Regions from separate parts of the Bombyx mori genome. Here region 1 is linked to region 2. The links are chromatin contacts, called in public Hi-C maps. All regions are on one chromosome and are shown on one strand. The core of a region is the stretch at or near the end of the contact, and the rest is flanking DNA. Distances in the headings are between cores, read along the strand shown. Region 1 holds the start of LOC100174824 (fez1). Region 2 overlaps LOC101738187 (ionotropic receptor 25a).

What was found. Hi-C and Micro-C count contacts between places; a contact is called where the count stands out from the background.
Region 1: a Hi-C map of midgut shows a contact between it and region 2, with 2.1 times the contacts expected there. The contact joins the promoter of LOC100174824 here to the enhancer-like site in region 2. A contact is called at or near these places in 2 of 7 Hi-C or Micro-C datasets (midgut and posterior silk gland).

What each region holds. Positions count from the first base shown.
Region 1 is chr23:12,685,074-12,687,794 of ASM3026992v2, forward strand. It overlaps LOC100174824 (fez1), which reads right to left and starts at 1,307. Exons shown (of 7, transcript NM_001130878.1): 1 at 1,139-1,307. LOC101738318 reads right to left here. Exons shown (of 4, transcript XM_021352237.3): 4 at 1,578-2,721.
Region 2 is chr23:12,581,968-12,584,667 of ASM3026992v2, forward strand. All of the region lies in intron 10 of LOC101738187 (ionotropic receptor 25a), which reads left to right. Among protein-coding and RNA genes, the nearest start is that of LOC101738187, 13 kb to the left of the region's middle. Within about 2 kb of position 1,379, at least 7 of the 8 cell types and tissues checked have open chromatin away from gene starts, as enhancers often do.

The sequences.
Region 1 (2,721 bases), core at 57-2,556, 100 kb after region 2:
AGATACAATAAATTTAAAGCCGAAGAAGAATTCTAGTTTAAGTATATGTATTTCAAAATATTTATATCAGCACTCCGCAAATAATTACAGCGTTAAAGTTCAAATCTTTGAGTACCTACTTTGACAATAGGCTAGCTTGTATCAATTATATGAAATGAGAATAATAAATCAGCCTGTACAATATGTCAGTGAGACATATTCGAGCGAGACGTTAACAATAGTACCCAGGACACCAGCTAGTCGCCTTAGAAACGAATCTAGATCTAGCCTTGGCAACACGTGTGACTGGATTTGAGTGTATTAGTAAGTGCTATTTGGTTACACATATGAATTAAATTTTAGCTTTAATAATCTTTTATCTAATGGTCATTCTGTTTACTTCTAAACTCTTGCGTACTACTCAGTTAACTTGGATTTTGAGGCAGGACAAAATATTGCTCGACAATAAGACATTTGGAATCCTTTTTGATATTCATCTGCTATTAGGTATTTGTCTAGCCCAAAATAATTTATTTGAATACCTACTTTATTTCAGTAAGTACTAACCTACCCATATTAGCTGTGAAACAAATAAAAGTTATCGAAGTGCTTTTTGAAAGTCTGACTAAAAGTTCTTTTTAACGACCCGTATTTAGAAATATCTTATTTAGGTAATCTTGTTAAATTAAAACAGTACAATTCGGATTTACAGTTTAATATTGGCAGACATTTTAAAATGTTGGTATCAAGTTTAGGATGAAGGCAAAAAAGTCTAAAACCAAAAGGTGTCTAAAAGTTTCTGTAGTACCATATACGGAAACGAGGATGATGGAAGCTGCTAGGCTATACTCGCGAACATGCTGTTTTAAGATTTCTAATATTTTTACAATAAAGTGATATAAACCTAACAGATCTAAAACTGATGTATTGTCTATTTAATGATACAATAATGAAATCATAATTTAATCGATCTAACATTTGTAATAATGGCAAGTTTACAGTTAATTTATTCAATTTAAAGCCTGGCTACAATTAAAAATATTAACTGGAATATTATAGGTTTCGTTTGATGCGATTGTAAGCTTTATGTTTAAGTAAAGTATTTTTTTTCACTGCACTTGTAGTTAAATACCTATTAAATAAAAATGTAAATCCTTACCTTTCTGTTCAAAATAAAATAAACCGGTATCGCTTCACATACAATTAGGCTTGCAAGAAAGACACTTATCACAAAGTCAGTTCGTTGCACTATTCGTTTACTTTTGAAATTATTATTTGTATCTGACCGGACAGTTCACGAGTATTTTGAACGGCGTCACACTCCTTATGAAGCACCGCGTGCATTTCAATGGATGAAAGTGTAAACTGTGGTTTTTGTATGGTGTTTTCTCGTTCTCGCTGACCCAAACGAAAGAGACGCAAATATTAGGCTCGTGAGTTTGATTTAGAGTGAAGCGACTACAGCTTCGCCCACATCTTATTTTTATTCTAATTTACATTTTGAAACCCCTGTCCTACCCATTTAGGCCCTAATGTCACTTCAACTTCAAGAACTCGAGTAATCTAAAATAGGAAAAGGTAAAAAATAAAAAAAACAATTTGGATGTATATTTTTATTTTCATTGGTGGCAAGAACCAGAGTAGCGAGCACAACCTAATGATTAGGCAAATGGTAACTATTTTCAGGGATAACATCTAAACTAAACTTAAATGATTTATTAGCTAGTTTTACAATTTTTACAAAAGCAAAATAAGGTCCAATTACTTTAGACGAGAATTTAACAGGTACGTTTTTTGGTTTGAAATACTAAAACGCGAAATCCCTTCACTGGCTCCTACCCCGGCGATAGATTTAAATTTGAAAGACTACTCATTTCCAGTTTACAAAAATTACATATAATTTGAAATTCAAAGCAAACGCGCATGTAACCAACGTCGATCGGTTACAGGCCCACTTGTTACAGTCGTGATAGCTAAAAATCTTGTTAAACTACAGGCAAATTTTTCGTGTGCTGACTTTGCTACGTGTCCAAACTTATTTTTGTGTTAATTTTGTTTTCACAAATGAAATTTGTTTTTTTTTTAATGAAGATTTCAGATACACGCAAATTTAAAAGTTGATTATATTGGAATAACCTTTACATTACATACAGAAGAAAAGCTCATTTGCCACTTACTAGTAATCATGTGGCTTACAAATAAGAGAAAAAAAATTTAGGGGACAACTAACTTTCATTACACTTGTCACTGATAAGGATGTCAGATTCTAAAATTACAATGATCAAGTGTATTGAATAATGCTAACTTCGTTATAAATAACCCCAATACACATTATAATTTTTGATCAAAAATTTCGGCAATGTCTGATGGGCTTATTTACATCGTGTTACTTATTAAGTCTGCAATAGAATGGTGTTCCCCACCCAGATGTTAGTTTGTCCCCTCTACCAATACTAATGCAGACTTAATTTCTTGACAATTTTGTCAAAAACGTATCCTTAGATGTTTCGGATCAATGATAGTTCAAAATAGTATTTTATATTACGATTGATCGATTGCCAAACATAATATAGTACGAACTTGATTTTTTTTTTGGATTTTTTAATTTTTTCAAGATGTAATTCTTTAGCGAATATCGTTAATGCAATAAGTACAAATATAGTAAGAACTTATGACAAAAACAAAAATAATTGGATATGACATTATTTGACAAAAATGAAATATGAATTATGAGTTTAAAAT
Region 2 (2,700 bases), core at 129-2,628:
ACATCTATTAATTGTAAATAAGCAACCTATAAGATGTTTTTAATTTACAGTAGTAGGTAGTATTTCAGTTGTCCTTCGCATTTCTGTTGTCCATGACCATCCATGAACACTCATTATCGCACAGGCTCGTCTGCTTATTAAAGATTTTAGAAAGTTGTTCACTATCAATTCCTAAAATAAACGCGATCAATCTTAATTTTACTTGCTTCCTGACATTTACTTTTCATTAAAGACCGAAGACAACCTCGCAGTGATGAATCGTAGACTTATTTTAGTGACACAGAGTAAAATTACATGAGGGTAATGAACAGAATACTAATTTTTATCTTTTATAACGCTCGCACGCTTACCTAGCCTATATATAGTCTGTAGAATGGAAAAATACTGTAAGAATGTCTAGAATTTTTTGTTTTACAACTAACGCCATCTAGTTTCTTCAATATACAACTTTTGTTCTGTGAAACGATTTGGAATCCAAATTACATACTCATAAAGATTTTTGTATTAACGCAAAGATTTTCCGTGGCAACAGGTAGCTGATCAATTTCAGATACGAACTAAAACATTATTTTCACCCCGAGGTTGTTGAAAACGAAAACCAATTAGGCATATTTTGAATTAGAAGATTATTAGAATTATTTTAGAAGATATTATACTTTCAAAGATTCTTTGTAATTGAATATTGTTGTAGGTATCTAGGCCGCTTAAATTCTCACAGCATTTGATATAAAATCATTCCAGGAAAATCACTGTCCTTTTTGTGCGTAATAATACAGCTTTAAACAAGGTTGTCGATAGAAATCACTCTAACCGTTAATATTCCAAATGGTTTACGTTTATAAGCTGTGACTTTAAATTGTAGTTAGAGAACAGATTTCTCCGGCTATTTGTATGAATTATATAGTAATGAATGTTTGGATTGTATACATAACTATAGTCTATACTTACCGTACGTGCAATGATAAGGATTTGCCTGTCTGGTAATAATATCGATGAAAAGTAATAACTAATGTCTTGCTAGCGCCTAGCGCCATCTATGAAGAACCACGGCACCTGGAAACAGACTACAAACCTGCTCTAGTCGAACACAAATTGATTCACTTGTCCTTTAGCGGAAGACCTTGTACCGATGACCTCAACTAATCACAAATAAACATTACCAACGTTGTTATTAATACATATTGTATTTATTATGGCATCATAATTTTGTTTCAGCTTGTATAATGTTTCGTATAATTAATTGGCAGCTAGTAAAATCCGAATCTTTGGACATGATTACGTACACATTGATCGCGTTTTAAATTATGAGTACATATAATTAAAACGTATGGTATTGTGAAGTACATTGAGAATGTAGCGTCTATTTTATTGATAGAAAGTAATGTTTAATTGTGGTCAAAGATTCTTTGAGTGTCGATAGATGGCGTTAGTATTATATTTGTTACTTCAGATGTTCTTTCTTTGATTCAATCTTTGACTTGAATTTTATTCAATCGTTATCAAACTTCACATGGATACCCGTAAGGACAGCTTAAAAATTTCCTAAAAAACTTATCTGAATCAATCCAGCTGTTGATGTACTTAACATGCATACACAAATTGATTTTAATAAGTATATTTATAGATTACGAGATAATAAAATTATGATGCAACTAATGCCTACAACAAGCTCATCTATGTTTTCACTTCTAAATTATTTATTACTGTTGTTCTTTGTTTATACCGCCATTACTCGGTTACGTCATAAGTGGATACTATTAATAAATTACGGCTAAACGCATCATCACGTTTCGCATATTCTACTATGCGCGTGGAAATGATGCATAAATTGAAAATTTGTTTGAAAATGCTGCTTTTCTGTGCTGGGGTTGGCACAGCAGCATCTAAATGTATCGAAAGAGTGCTTTAAATAGATTGGAGTGTAATTTTCCTACCGCCTGTCTGATAGCAATCTGTTTTCGAAATTGGGATAAGACCTGTAGGTAAAATGGGGTTTATTTTATTTTATTTTTGATTGTTTGGATGAGAGTACGAGCTCACAGCCCACCTGGTGTTAAGTGGTTAGTGGAGGGTGGAGCTCATAGACATCTACAACGTAAATGCCACCACCTACCTTGAGATATAAGTTCTAAGGTCCATTATAGTTACAACGGCTGCCCGACCCTTCAAACCGAAACGCATTACTGCTTCACAGCAGAAATAGGCGGAGTGGTGGTACCTACCCGTGCGGACTCACAAGAGGTTCTACCATCAGTAAAAAATTAATAGTTTAGGAAAGGATTAGTAGCAGTGTTGGATTATAATAAAAGACGAACATTATTCTCGTATTAATAGATTGATACCTACTCATAGCCTTTGAATACTGTTGCTATTGAGGTCGCGAACCGCTTCAATTTCCAACTTATAATATCAGTAAAATTATTGACAAGAATTCACGTAATGCATCATTGTAAACCTATTGTAATATGTAACTGTGATATTAATAAAAAAGACAATCAAAGAATCTAACACTTCGGTCACAATTCATAGTATTCGAAAAAAAAAAAAAAGTCAAAACTTGTTATAATAAAATGTCAAATTTATTTCTGGGTTTTTACTAAATTACGTGGCTTCCTAATGATCCCGTGTTGTATTCATTAAATCGTACAGAAAATTTAGGTTCAATATATCAATTGTCTCTTACTGTCATCTATTGTGCAA